Linked DNA regions of Sus scrofa: regions 2, 3, 4 and 5 are each linked to region 1. Evidence: chromatin contacts called from public Hi-C and HiChIP or PLAC-seq data. All regions are on one chromosome and are shown on one strand. Each heading gives the region's core, a stretch centred on a gene start, on an enhancer-like site or on the middle of the called end of the contact. The rest is flanking DNA. Distances are from core to core; before and after follow the strand shown.

What was found. Hi-C and Micro-C count contacts between places; a contact is called where the count stands out from the background. HiChIP or PLAC-seq counts read pairs in DNA pulled down with a chosen protein or histone mark.
Region 2: a contact with region 1 is called in an H3K27ac HiChIP or PLAC-seq map of alveolar macrophages. The contact joins two enhancer-like sites. A contact is called at or near these places in 1 of 47 Hi-C or Micro-C datasets (embryonic fibroblasts) and 2 of 2 datasets of contacts at active chromatin or transcription factors (alveolar macrophages and skeletal muscle).
Region 3: a contact with region 1 is called in an H3K27ac HiChIP or PLAC-seq map of alveolar macrophages. The contact joins two enhancer-like sites. A contact is called at or near these places in 6 of 47 Hi-C or Micro-C datasets (embryonic fibroblasts, heart right ventricle, liver and 2 more) and 2 of 2 datasets of contacts at active chromatin or transcription factors (alveolar macrophages and skeletal muscle).
Region 4: a Hi-C map of skeletal muscle shows a contact between it and region 1, with 2.8 times the contacts expected there. The contact joins two enhancer-like sites. A contact is called at or near these places in 1 of 47 Hi-C or Micro-C datasets (skeletal muscle) and 2 of 2 datasets of contacts at active chromatin or transcription factors (alveolar macrophages and skeletal muscle).
Region 5: a Hi-C map of embryonic fibroblasts shows a contact between it and region 1, with 2.2 times the contacts expected there. The contact joins two enhancer-like sites. A contact is called at or near these places in 1 of 47 Hi-C or Micro-C datasets (embryonic fibroblasts) and 2 of 2 datasets of contacts at active chromatin or transcription factors (alveolar macrophages and skeletal muscle).

Annotation. Positions count from the first base shown.
Region 1 is chr7:92,231,058-92,233,941 of Sscrofa11.1, reverse strand. All of the region lies in intron 11 of RAD51B (DNA repair protein RAD51 homolog 2), which reads right to left. Among named protein-coding and RNA genes, the nearest start is that of ZFP36L1, 260 kb to the left of the region's middle. Within about 2 kb of position 1,266, at least 25 of the 83 cell types and tissues checked have an H3K27ac peak or open chromatin away from gene starts, as enhancers often do. A contact at or near this core is called in alveolar macrophages, embryonic fibroblasts and skeletal muscle, where this site is marked.
Region 2 is chr7:91,986,072-91,988,948 of Sscrofa11.1, reverse strand. All of the region lies in intron 8 of RAD51B (DNA repair protein RAD51 homolog 2), which reads right to left. Among named protein-coding and RNA genes, the nearest start is that of RAD51B, 400 kb to the right of the region's middle. Within about 2 kb of position 1,353, at least 15 of the 83 cell types and tissues checked have an H3K27ac peak or open chromatin away from gene starts, as enhancers often do. A contact at or near this core is called in alveolar macrophages, where this site is marked.
Region 3 is chr7:92,476,751-92,479,546 of Sscrofa11.1, reverse strand. No RefSeq gene overlaps it. Among named protein-coding and RNA genes, the nearest start is that of ZFP36L1, 18 kb to the left of the region's middle. Within about 2 kb of position 1,271, at least 8 of the 83 cell types and tissues checked have an H3K27ac peak or open chromatin away from gene starts, as enhancers often do. A contact at or near this core is called in alveolar macrophages, where this site is marked.
Region 4 is chr7:92,015,405-92,018,104 of Sscrofa11.1, reverse strand. The region is part of intron 9 of RAD51B (DNA repair protein RAD51 homolog 2); the gene reads right to left. Among named protein-coding and RNA genes, the nearest start is that of RAD51B, 420 kb to the right of the region's middle. Within about 2 kb of position 1,309, at least 20 of the 83 cell types and tissues checked have an H3K27ac peak or open chromatin away from gene starts, as enhancers often do. A contact at or near this core is called in skeletal muscle, where this site is marked.
Region 5 is chr7:92,390,647-92,393,434 of Sscrofa11.1, reverse strand. No RefSeq gene overlaps it. Among named protein-coding and RNA genes, the nearest start is that of ZFP36L1, 100 kb to the left of the region's middle. Within about 2 kb of position 1,459, at least 9 of the 83 cell types and tissues checked have an H3K27ac peak or open chromatin away from gene starts, as enhancers often do. A contact at or near this core is called in embryonic fibroblasts, where this site is marked.

The DNA.
Region 1 (2,884 bases), core at 17-2,516:
ATCGAACCCGCAACCCCATGGTTCCTAGTCGGATTCGTTAACCACTGAGCCATGACGGGAACTCCCAGAGCAGCCCCTTTTAATCAACATTAAAGCAGGCTCTCTTTTGAGGGATACATGTTCTGATACTAGTTATTCTAGAAACGCTGGACCTTGGTTGTTAATGAAAGAAAGCCAATGAGAAAGGGGCAAAGGGAAAAGATGCTTTAAAAGAGGAAGGACATAGTAAACATTTCCCTAAGATGCTAAATCCATGACAAGTCAGGACTTTTAAAGACGTGAGGAAAAATAAACCACAGAGGGAGACAAAATTGTACAAAGGGGACTTGGTATACTAGGACATACTGATGTGCTGGTAAATTTCAGAGTGCCTTCCAAAGTATTGTTTGCTATTGATAATCATGCCAAAGCATGCCTGGCCCAATACTGAAAGATATCTTTCTCTTTAGACCAAGCCAGGACTGACTCTGAAAGCAGAGCCTGCGAGGAGATAAGGTTTTACCTCTTCTGAAGCATCCCTGGAGGCGTTGGTTGCCTTGCAACGTCTAGGATCCATCTCCCCTGCCAACCACACCCTATGTTCCTTTTGGGGGGATGATCTCTTCCCCACGGGATGGTCTGTGGATAGAGCTGGTTATCAGCGAGTGTGACCCAAGTTAGGGCCATCAGATGTCTCCTCAGGGGACTACGAGTTTTGAGCAGAGGGACCAAGAGAATGGAAACATGAGGGATGTCATCCCATCCCAATGGAACATCCTGACCAGACTTTTGTGACCTCTGCTGTGGTTCTCAAATTTCCTAGATTCTGGAGCTGGATTGCTTCTTGTCCATTTCTGACTGGTTTTCCAGTCTTCCCTTAAGCCCATGGGCCCCCTACACCCTTCTTTTCAACTCCCTTTGGCTTATGTTAGCCAGAGGTGTTTCTGTTGCTTACAACCAAAGAAGCTTCATGGACACAATGATACCAAAGCACCATAAGCCCTGACCTCCCGTCCAGTTTACCCAGTATTTATGGAGACCTTCCATATACCTTAACCTCAGAGAGTGTGTATCTCGCTAAAGGATATGATGCAGAGCCTTAGCACACAAACACCGGCACTAGCCCAGGTTTCTTCTGTCCTGTCACATGTAGTCGGTTTCTAAACTGCTGGAATGTTCGTTTCGTTTTTCATTTCATAATATGAGCAAGGCATAAAATGGCCAGATGACTCTCAGCACTTCAAAGGGCACTCCCAGAATGAGTATGTAGCTGGAGTCAGTATGACAGTGAGTCAGCCTGGTGAGCCTGCTGTAAGATCAATGTGTCAATATCACATGCTTAGAAACTAGGTTCCAATGCAACTGCCGGCCCTTGAATAAAGCGAGTGGAAAAGGCCCAGGGTTTGCCAGGTGGAACTAAAAATAACAAAGGAGGGAGATAAGCGGGGGAAGGTGGGGGGTGTGTGTGAAGATATGGAGGAAGGAAATGAAAAGAACTAGGAACTGACAGCAAAAAGGGCTTGGGTCATCATGAGAGGTGAATAAGACGATATGACATCAGGGGCAGCAAATCCCTAGACTAGCTTTTGAAATCGGTAGCAAGATTTATTGCTTAACGTTTAACCTCGTGGCTCTTACGTCACTTATCATCACCTGGGCTCTTATCTTGATAATGTTCTCTATGTCCGCCAAGCACAGGTAGGTGGGGGTAGTTTAGAGGTTGACAATACAGGGGCTCTAGGGCCAAACTACAGCTGGAGTGTGTTCCAACGTCTGCTTTGCCCCTTGCCAGCCCTATGTCCTTAGTGAGGCAAGTTGTTGAACACCTCTGTGCCCCAGTGTCCTGCTCTATTTAAGGGGGTGATATTAATAATACATATAAAGCACTTAGCACACCCTGGCACATTAGTGCTCCACAAATATTAGCGACCGTTATTCATTCCACAAATATGTATTGAGTGGCTATGATGTTCTGGTCCTTGGGATACGTCAGTGGACAATATAGATAATGATGCCTGCCCTCGTGAAGCTTACAGGCTAGTGTGGGTGGGAGCGAGGGCAGAGACAATCAAATAATGTTGGTGCTATTATTAATATCTGACCCAATGATTATCTGGCTCAATATCCACCTACCCCACCAAACTTTCTGGAACTCCTTTAAGTCCTTATTTCTCCTTTAAACATTCTGTTCATCTTGGTGCCTTTCACTGAAACCTATTTGGCCCTGAGGATGTGGTTTTTCTGATGGCACTCAAAAGTGGGTTAGGCTTTCTCTCTCACTGGCCACATATGCCAGAGCCTGAAGCTAGAGAAGCTAGTTTCCTTGATTCACTGCCACCTCCGCTCCCTTTCTCCTCCTCATCCTGTAAAAGCCACAGTGAATCCTCAGACTATAGGACTCTTCTCCCATCCACAACCTCCCCATCCCTCCTTTAGCGAACTCTGGAGCTCCTAACTCTCCCTTTTCCCTTTCACTCCTGTATCTGTCATCGTTCTTCACGACTGCAATAATCTTGGTCTCTGAGTTCCTTGGCTTTCTCACTTTCAGTGATCTGTTCCTCCACCTTCCTGAGCCACTTTAAAATGACCATAGCCTCGACCTTGTCATCACAACCTTTCAAGTCTAGATTTTATTTGTCATGGGATCCAACCACCAGTTTTTTCTTTCCAGTTAACTTTTTCTAGTATTTCTCCTCCATCAAATAAGATCACTTGCTCGTTTTTTTTTTTTTGTTGTTGTTGTTGTTTTTGTTTTTGTTCTGTTTTGTTTTTAGTTTTGTTTTGTTTCCCTTTGTTTTGTTCTATTTATCACCTTCTCTCATACCCTTGCTTTTCTCTTTACCCATCATCAATTTTATGGTCCATTATCCTAAACTCTGCCCAACACACGTCCTCTACTTGTCTG
Region 2 (2,877 bases), core at 104-2,603, 250 kb after region 1:
TCTGAGGTTAACTCAGATATATCAGCTGAATAGATTCTAATCCTCTATTATCAACCACAGAAACATGAGTCTGAATACTAGGCCCGTGAGCCGACTGTGTCAAAGGCATTTCCTCTACAACCATGGGGAGGACTCTTCTCTAGGTACAGGTACTCCAGGAGCTCTGGAGGGAAATTCCTCTCTAAAATGGCTCCTATCTAGAAGTGCTATCTTGTTGATTAACATTAATATTTTGCTACATAGTCCATCAAATCCTTAAACACTTAATTCTCATCTATTATTATTTCCTTGGATTTTTTTTTTTTTTTTTTTGCTCTTTAGGGCCACACCTGTGGTATACGGAAGTTCCCAGGCTAGGGGCTGAATTGGAGCTACAGCTGCCTGGCCTACACCACAGGCACAGCAACGTGAGATCCAAGCCGTATCTGTAACCTACACCACAGCTCACAGCAATGCTGGATCCTTAACCTACTGAGCTGGGCCAGGAATCGAATCCGAGTCCTCATGGTTACTAGTCAGGTTCATTACTGCTGAGCCACGACGGGAACTCCTCTTTTTGGATTTTTATAGCAACCTTCTGAGATGTGGAGAAAAGCTGTTATTGTCCTTATTAATAAGACGAAACTGAGGCTCAGAGAAGTTACTGGAATTGCGCCTTTGAAAGGAGGTAGGATTCTCATCCTAAATTTTGACAGTATTCGACTATCGTCATTTCTGCAAAATACCATCCTTACTCAGCAGAATAGAAATTAAAATTAAACTTTAGCAAAACTAGAGTTTCAGAAGGCAAAACAGGGTTTACCTGAGGTCAGGGGAGGGGACTGATTGCAAGGGAACATGAGGGAATTTTGGGGGTGATGGAAGTGTCGTTATCGGGTTTACATATTTGCCAAAACTCAAGCAAATTATATGCTTTAATGTATGTAAATTAAAATTTTAAAATGTGATGTTAATCTAATCCCCCAATTTTACTTTCCATAAACAAGGGAAATTATTGCCGTTTGTTAATCTCTTTCTACTGCTTTTGTCCAGAAGGCTAATTATCTCCTTGGAATGTTCTAGCAGTAAACATGTTCCGTCATCATTTCCTTCATGTTAGATGCAATGGCATTCTAGGTTTGCATAGGGGGATTTTTGTTCCTATGATACCATTTGTATTTGCCCTATGTAGTTGCCTACACTGAGGTATGTTTTTAATATTTGTGGTTGTCACAAGGTTTCTATGATTAGGGCTACTCTGGGGATCTGAATCAGCTGGATTGTTCACATTCAGAGCTCAAAACCAAAAGAGCAAACATTTCCAAAGAGCAAAAAAAAAAAGCAATGTCTTTCCTGAGAGCACAATATACTTCCCCTTTCGGAGCTGCCTTTGACACAGCTAAAGGGCACACAGATCCTCGGACGCAGCCTACAGGGGCAGATTCACAAGTCTGCTTTTTGGGGTGCGGGCACTCAATGAGAACTCAAGGCTCTGGTCTCCTGCTTTGGAACTGATTTGGAACCCTGATTCTGTACTCCTAAAAGATGAGCCCTCTGTCTCTGCAGCTCTGCACAGTACCCAGAACTACCTAAATAAACGGTTTGCTGATGGCTTGATGAAATAGAAATATTTACATATTTTCATAGCACTTTACAGAGTGCCTTCACATTTATTAGCGCACTTGAGGCAACAAATCTTGGGCATTCAGGGCTGTGATTAACTCTATTTCATAGAGATATCAAAGTCACCAGGAATATATGCTGTTTGTCAAAAGGCACTCGGCTCTTAGGTGGTGGAGTTAGAAGTTTGTTTTAGAGCCTGTCCTCTGCTCATTTACACCACAGGGCCTCTGATAACTTCACTCAGATCAAAAAGCCATGGGCTTCCAGAGAAGGAAGTCTCTAACATGTATTTCCGAGAGTGCAGACATTGATCACTTTGCTAGACAAGGATTTCCTCATTCCTCATGAGTTGGGGAAGAGATAAAGAATAAACAGGAGGGGAACATCTCTCCACCATCTACAAACCCTGTGCATACACCTTATCCCATTTGGTGGCATGACATCTCATTTACTGTGCATTCCAACATCACTGTATTTATAATCCGTATTTTGCTGAGCAGTCATATTTATCCCTCAGAGCATTAGCCATCCACTCCCTCCTCTGTGAACACTTCCCTGATCTTCCAGAGCAAATCGTTTTCCTTCTCTGGGTTACTTGATTCATACCAATAGAATAGCATTTACTATCTTACACTGTGCAATTAATTTTTTCATACCAGTCCATCCCCCTAGTCTGGGAACACCTTAAAAACAAGCACCATTGTCTCATTCACTTCTGTGCCACGGGCACAGCACCTGATACCTGGCAGATCCCAAGGAAATTATTGCTAAAAACTCACTATGGGACCTAACAAGTATGTGTGATGTTCTTAGCCATAAATGAATGATCCGTCTTAAGAGATCAAAGTTTACTAAGGTCAAATGAGCTACTGTTCCAAAGACACAGTAGCTCTGCCATTATAATCCTACCTCCAGCTCCAGTTTAAGAAGTCCATTTTAACCACTGATAAAAGTTATCGTAGGGCGTTCCTGTCGTGGCGCTGCGCTAACGAACCTGACTAGTATCCATAAGGACTGGTCTTGCTCAGTGGGTTAAGGATCCAGTGTTGCCACAAGCTGTGGTGTAGGCTGCAGACATGGCTCAGATCTCAAGCTGCTATGGCTGTGGTGTAGGCCGGCAGGTGTAGCTCCAATTTAACTCCTAACCTGGGAAACTTCCATATGCCATGGGTGCAGCCCTAAAAAAAAAAAAAAATGGTAGCACTGGTGTCTAGTTCATAAGGGTCTGTTCACTCCAGGCATCAGGGTAAGAGGAAGCCCTATCAGTAGAGGGAA
Region 3 (2,796 bases), core at 22-2,521, 250 kb before region 1:
AACCACCTAACAGTGCGCCCAGCCTCAACACACCTAATATTCTAATTTTAAATATATTTTGTAAGTGGAGATGGTGCCTGCATTCTTTCTTCTTCCTGGCCTTTTTGGGAGAAAAGGCTAGCAGGCCTAGATGAGTCCATTTCACTGGTAAGAAAATTAAAAATAAGCTACTCTTGGGAGTTCCTGTCATGGCTCAGTGGTAACGAACCTAACTAGTATCCATAAGGATGCAGGTTCAATCCCTGGCATTGTTCACTGGGTCAAGGATCCGGTGCTGCCGTGAGCTGTGGTATAGGTGGCAGATGCAGCTCAGATTCCATGTTGCTGTGGCTGTGGTATAGGCCAGCAGCTATAGCTCCAATTTGACCCCTGGCCTGGAACCTTCCATATACTGCAGGTGTGGCCCTAAAAAGACAAGACAAGACAAAACAAGTGACTCTTAGTGACAATGTTAAAACACCCTCTGCTGCAGGATTGTGCTTTATGGCTGGTCTTTGCTGACATGGACAGCACATAGCTGGTGATTTAATTTTTTTTTTTTTTAAGATAAATTTAGGACTGGCCCCTATTCCAGTTGCCTGGAAAAGATTTCTTCTGTGTCCTGAAGTGTTACCCAAATGCTACTCACAGTAGCAACAAATTCAGGGTTACCTCTGTGCTGAAGCAGTCAGCTTGCAGCTAGGGATCGAATACTAATTCAGTCGTGCTACGTGGCTCGAAAAGACATAAAATGCGATCCTTATTCAAAATGTTTACATTTTAGTTGGGGAGACAAGACATAAACGAGTGAAACCATCAGTTAGCAAGACTGGGTTTTGTACTTTGATAGCGTTCTGTATGGATAGAAGAAAAGACAAGCTTGAGATAATTACGGGACAGAGGCTTGTGAAGCTCTGCCCATTGGCTGGTACATTTAGTGCCAGTGAATCAGAAAGGGGAGATTGGCGAGAGCCAGCCTCTTTCTGGACAAAGGCTTGCTTACCTCCCTCTACTGGCAGGACTCTGGGGGTATGGCAGGGCTCCTGCTCCTGCTCTGAGCCACAAGTCTTAAGGAATTGAATGTGAATGGTGCCCACTGGGTCTATGTAGGGTGGCGGGCCTGTGTCATGAAGCTCAGACTGCAGAGACCTAGAGGTGAGCAAAGGATGGGGAGGCCTCAAGGTCATGGCCTATTTTTTTTTTTTTTTTTATAGAGGTCATAGCTGTGGCATATGGAAGTTTCTGGGCCGGAGACTGGATATGAGTCACAGCTGTGCCGTGGCAATGCCAGATACTTTACCCCATTGCACTGGTCTGGGAAGTGAACCCACACCTCCTCAGGGACCTGAGAGACTGCAGTCAGATTCTTCTTCTTCTTTTTTTTTATTTTTGTCTTTTTAGGGCCGTGGTGGCATATGGAAGTTCCCAGGCTAGGGGTCAAATCAGAGCTACAGTTGCTGGCCTATGTCACAGACACAGCGATGCCAGATCCAAGCTGCGTCTATGACTTACATCGCAGCTTGCCACACTGCTGGATCTTTTAATCCACTGAGCAAGGCCAGGGATTGAACGCGAATCCTCATGGATACTAGTCAGATTCTTAACCCACTGCACCACAGTGGGAACTCCACACCTATGGGTTTGAGTTAGCCTGTGGACCCATTAAATGTACTGTGCTCTACACAATCTTCCTTTCTTTCTTTCTTTCTTTTTTTTTCTTTCTCTCTCTCTCTCTCTCCCTCCCTCTCTCCCTCCCTCCCTCCCTCCCTCCCTCTCTCTCTCTCTCTCTCTCTCTCTCTCTCTCTCTCTCTCTCTCGTCTTTTTGCCATTTCTTGAGCCGCTCCAGTGCATATGGAAGTTCCCAGGCTAGGGGTTGAATCGGAGCTGTAGCCGTCGGCCTATGCCAGAGCCACAGCAACTCGGGATCCGAGCTGCATCTGCAACCTACACCACAGCTCATGGCAACGCCGGATCCTTAACCCACTGAGCAAGGGCAGGGATCGAACCCGCAACCTCATGGTTCCTAGTCAGATTCATTAACCACTGAGCCACGATGGGAACTCCTACATAATATTTCTAAATATTTTTGAGCCAACACTTAAAAATCAAGAGATTTTTAAAGTAATGATTCATTTATCTGGCATCTCTTGAAACACTGGGATATCTGACTATCTAAGACTCCAATTCCCCTTTGGAGTCCACTGTAGCATCAGTCATGTGGATCTAGGTAGAGTCAGTTTCTTTTTTTTTGGCCACACCTGCAGCAAGTGGAAGTGCTCAGGCCAGGGATCAAACCAGCACCACAGCAGTGACCCAAGCTGCTGCGATGAAAATGCTGGCTCCTTAACCTGCCATGCCATAAGAGAGCTCTCATCAGTTTCTTTTAAGATGGGGCTTGTGTTCTCCAGCCTGCCCCAGTCCTCCCCACTCCCTATAAGTCCCCAGGACTGACTGAGCCTTCCCCTCCTGCTGATGATGGAGAAATATTTCTCTCTCTCTCTTTCTCTTTTTTAGTCATACTCGCTGCATGTGGAAGTTCCCAGGCCAGGGATCGAACCCACACCGCAGCTCTAACCAGAGCCATAGTAGTGACAATGCCAGGTCCTTAACCCACTGAGCCACAAGGGAACTCCTCTCTATGCTCATATTTCTATCAAGAATAAGAAAAATAAAAGCCCGAGAAGGCTGTATATATATGTTTTTAAGCAATAAGAAAAAAGCCTATGCTTCATAGAAGTGAAGAACATGCAAACAAACAGCCGCTGTGTTGAGGGAAATTAGCCCATCCGACCTTTCTCATGCACATTCTTGCTGGGC
Region 4 (2,700 bases), core at 60-2,559, 220 kb after region 1:
CTTGCACGGGGCCCACTGGACTGCCATGTGTCAATCTCCCCTACCGACTGTGCCTGGGTGGAAAGGGGCTCAGCCAGTCCTCCGGGCAATTCCTAGGTGACTTCAGAATAGGCCATGGTGTCTTAGGCCAGCTGGACTGTTAGAGCCTTTTTCTACTGATCCCCAGGGGCAAAGGGTTGTTCTCTATGCCTGAGGTCCAAACATGTTTAGTATCTTCATGGCCACCAGGAAGAACGGTCAAGGGCATCTGAGACACATGTCCTTGGCCACAGAACCGTCATAATAACTTCGTGAGTAACCAGTCACCAAACTCCATGATAACCTGTACACCTGAGTTTCTGCCAACAGCACAAATCACTGAGGAAGGGAATTTCCGTCGTGGTGCAGCGGAAACGGCCAACCAGGAAACATGAGGTTGAGGGTTTGATCCCTGGCCTCACTCAGTGGGTTAAGGATCCAGTGTTAACATGAGCTGTGGTGTAGCTCACACACACGGCGCGGATCTGGCATTGCTGCGGCTGTGGTGTAGGCCGGCAGCTGTGGCTCCGATTAGACCCCTAGGCTGGGAACCTCCATATGCCGCAAAAAGGACAAAAAGACACACACACAAAAACAAACAAAGAAACACATACAAAAAAATCAAATTGCTGAGGAAGAAAATACTTTGATTCACACTGATCAAGAACAATGTCGATCATAAAGTCAAAAATTCCAATTTCTGTCCTTGGGTTCACACTATAACTTTGGTCACTTTGCCCAAGTCTCCACCAGTCCATTCCCCCACCTGAAGGAAACGTGTTGAAAGAGGCTGAAAATGGACGAGCATGCTTCAAGGATGACGGGTTATTTCAACTAAATAGGAAAAATTCAATTTGCCCCTCCTTCCATCTCAAGGCACAAAACTGTGGGGCAGGAGCAATGCTGGGAGCATCCTGTGGGGTCCGCGGCACCCTTCTTTGGTTGTCCCACCTGGACCCTAGCAGTGAACATGGGTCTTCATAACCCAAGCAACAACCCAGCCCCAAATTAAGTAAGGGAAAAAAATACACCCCCCCAACACAAAAACAAAGGACTCTCAACTCTACAAACCCTGGGAGGGCAACAGCTGGTCAGCCGAGATTAAAGGAGCGTGAGAGAACACCTCTCCATCCCCGACTTCTCCTCCCCCGTAGAGGTCCCCGCAGCTGGCCAGGGCTCGCTTTTACAGCCCTGCGCCGATGACCTTGTTCCAGCCAAGATAGGAGCTCCTTTGATCTCAGCAGGGGGAGGCCCTGGGCCCGCAGCTGGCAGATATTAATAGTACAGGATCCGCTGGTGTGGAAGAGATCTCTCAGTTGGGCCAGGCCACTTGTATTCCCTGCTCTGCGTCAGAGCAGACGGGACTTCATTTCCCCGAATCAGCCCCTGCTGGGTCCTTCTCCCGGGTCAACTCAGATCATTTTCTTGCTGGCTTCTCTCGGGCCGCTTGTTCTCACCCCAACTGTTTTCAAGGGAGCGCTGTTTGAGCCCTGCCCCCTGCTCTGCAGCTGAAATCTATTACGGGACAGGGCGAACCTTGGGCTCACCCCCTCACAGTGTGCTTCTCACTCTCACCAGCTTGCACACACTTGTTCTTGGGTACACGTTTGTGTGAGAGAGAAACACGAGATGGCTGCAACCTACGCCGCGGCCGCAGCCACACTGGATCCTTTAACCTACTGCACCTGGCTGGGGATGGAGCCCGAGCCTCCATAGTGACCTGAGATTTATAGGCAGGTTCTTAACCCACTGTGCCACAGTGGGAACTCCATGATGATCTTCTCTATTAGGTTTAATCTAAGATGAAAAGATCACTCTTCCCACCCTGTAAATCAGAATTTGAAAACCCCATCAACCTTCAGACCCATATCACAACCTTACAACGTGAGAGCTAGAAAAGATTTCAGCCATGTTACATTCATCCAGTCTGTCATTTCACAGAAAAAAGCCGAGGCCTAAAGTCACCAAAAGGCCTGCCCACGATCACAGACCTAATAGCACAACGGCAAAGTCAATACAACTTAAAAGATACTTTAAAAAGCCAAGAGAACAAATTATGCACATTAATCACAGTAACTCTAAGAACCACTGCAATATATCTGAATTAGGTATAAGTGTCCTAAGAAATGCGTGCATTTTCATTTGCTGGTAAGGAACTTCATCATAGACTTCAAGAAAAAAAAAATTCCATAGCCTCTTTACCTGCTTAGCTATACAAGGAAAAGATCTGGAAAAGTCAATTATTTGCATTCTCCCTTGGATTTTATAATAAGGAAAAACTGTGTAAGAACAAGCTGGTAACTTTCCCTTGGCCATGAACACGACTTTATCATTTTCTTGAAGCGGCCAGAGCAATTTCCTTTGTATCTTTGTTTTGCTCCTATTCTTTGTTTGAGATAAACCAGGAAGCTAGGACAAAGCAAAGTCCTCTTACTTGCTAGGTTTCAAATAAGGAAACGAGAAATTCTCTTCTGGTCTCCTCCTCAGAACTGAACACATGTATGTGCATGTGATAATTACAGTAATTTTTAATCACATTCAGAGGTGCTTTCAGTGATACTTATGGCTAATGGTTCTTACACGGCATTTACTATGGTATTAGTTCAGCATTCATTCACTGCCTGCTTTGTCCCTAGACCTTTGCTGGTCACTCAGGTACAACACGGATGTCAAAAGAATACA
Region 5 (2,788 bases), core at 210-2,709, 160 kb before region 1:
GTTTGGGGGATTATTTCTTTACAGCAACTAAACACAAAAGGCTTCAGCATCTGTTCTCAGTATATTTCCACTCCCCCGGGTCCTTCGGGGTTCAGATCACTTTAGGCATTTCTGTCCTGTTGGAAGTTTCCTAGCCAGGAGAGGAGCAGAAGGCCCTGCAATAGGCATCAAGGCCCCAGATCAGTGAACTTGTGTTGCAAATTACGGGGTAGGAGGGTAGGTAGAGGCATCTCTTTATTTTCAATAGCTGATAGTCTTTTTTTTTTTCTACAGCATTTTCTAAAAATGTGCTATTTATCTTCTCAACACAGGGCTTTTGCACATACGAAAACTTCTCTCTGAGGTGCCTCATCTTCTAAACTTTAATTTAACCACCATTTACTGTGTCTTATTGTGTGCCTGGTCCCGAGAATGCAAAAATAAATAGGACAGGGATTCTTGTTTTAGTTCATTTTTTTTGTTTTTTGTTTTTTTAGGGCCACATCCATGGCATATGGAGATTCCCAGGCTAGGGGTCCAATCAAGAGCTGCAGCTGCTGGCCTACGCCACAGCCATAGCAATGCCAGATCCCCACTGCATCTTCGACGTACACCACAGCTCACAGCAACACTGGATCCTCAACCCACTGAGCAGGGCCAGCGATCAAACCCTTGTCCTCATGGATACTAGTCCCGCCGAGCCACAACGGGAAATCCGAGGCTCCTTGTGCGATGGCAGGACTATTAAGGAGAATTGATTATGAGTGCTGGGCATTTATGAACACAATGTCATTCAAAACTCAGCAGAACAACTATTCTGCAAGTTGTCATCATTGTTACTCCTATTTTGTAAGTGAGGAAACCGAGGCATAGAGAAGTGAAGTAATTTGCTGAGCTGCTTGCCACGTGGCAGAGTTGGAACTTGAATCCAGGCTTCTGGGTCTTCACAGCCACGTGTACAGCATTATCCCACTACACCTAGAAAAGTCCCCATCTGCCCCATGTGAAGGAAAACCACTATCCAATTCCACCTCCAGCTTGGCAGGTCCTCAATTTGATCTGCCATAGAAGGAGTGAAAAACCAAGATAACATTGGTCCATCCCATAGGATGCAGGCTGCTGCCAGACGTACCAGCCCGAGACGGTGGGCAAAGGAGGGCTGGGCCAGGAGGCTGCACACACAGGCCAGCCAGCCCCCAACTTCCCTTCCCTCCAGGAGCCTTTCCATTCATTGCACCCACAGGAGACATGTTTTTAGGGTGTGACATATAGGACTGACTGCTTAGGGGGTGTCGAGAAGCCTCAGGAAGATGCTGCAAGGATGAGCCTCCTTGACACACACTCCATTTTTTGGCTAGAGGGTGAGGCGTGTACTTGACGTGGAGCTCCCAGCAGACCAGTAAGTCATGCTCAGGCTCTCAAAGTCCCGGTTGGGCTCTGCTGTCTAGTAAACCGAAGATGATCGCTCATGAATAATGCGGGTGTGATATTGTATAATGGGATGGTTGATGGGGTTGGGGGTGACTCACTCCTGAAGGCCTCGAATCAGACTAATGTTATTTCCTTTGGCTTCTGCTGGACCTCACCCAGACTCCCCTAAACACCTGCCTCAGTCTGTGAATCAGGGATGTGGGTTCTGGTTGGCAGGGGAGAGCTGTTGGCAGTGGAGAGCTCTTACTGGAGTCAGACTTTGCCAAAGGGCCGATGGGTTAAGGCGGAAGGAGGAAGTCCGGCCCAGGGGACAGGGCGTAAATACAGAGCCCACAGAGAGAAGAGGGTACAGAGTCTTGATGGAAGCCAAGAAAGTTCAGAGGGAAAGAGAAAATACGATTCTTGAGCCAGGTGGGATTTTTCTTTGCTCTCCTCCTCTACTCCTCCTCTCCTGAGCTGGATGGAGCATCAGCGAACCTGGGAAGACCCTCGGGATAAAGCATCCTGAGGTTAAAACCTCAGGATAAAGGCAGGCTTTGCAAAGGCCAGGGCTTGCTGCCTGCAGGGCAGCTCCCTGAAAAATGACCCTGAGGGAGACCTGACCAGGGGCAGCCTTTATGGGGCTTCCTATGGCCCCAGAGTCTGCCTACCCCCCCAGAAGAGCAGGGCAGGGAGTCCTGGGGAATCTCTCCTCCCTTCTTCCCTCCCTCCCTCCCTCACCCTCTCAGCGCATCCTGAGCTTTGCCCAGAGTGAGCAGATGCTCATCCAGGAGAAAAAGCCCAGAAAAGGGTATATGGAGGAAGATACTGGGGTGGGGGGTTGACGCTGGGGCAGTCACCAGGGGGTGGAGATGCCAGTGAAATCAAATGGGGAAACCAAGACTTAAGAGGGACATTTGACAAACTGGGCAGGTCCAGGTGGGTGGTGCCAGGCCACACACACAGTCAGTGCTCATGTTCTGGTTTGGGATGATGGCCGGCTTTAAGCAAACCCCAAATACACGGCAGTTATTCAAATTATCTGGATTGTTATGAACACACTGTACAAAGACCGACCCCTCCTGAGACATCTAAGATTATACTTGAGGAGTTCCTGTTGTGGCTCAGCGGTAATGAACCCAACTAGTATCCATGAGGACAAGGGTTCAATCCTTGTCCCGCTCAGTGGGTTAAGGATCCAGTGTTGCTGTGGTTGCGGAGTAGGCTGGCAGCCGAAGTTCTGAGTGGATCCCTAGCCTGGGAACCTCCATATGCCACAGGTGCAGCCCTAAACACACACACACACACACACACACACACACACACACACACAAGAAAGAAAAAAGAAAAATTATGCTTGAATTGCACCGTTTTAACCCTTGAATGAAGTCTATTGTAT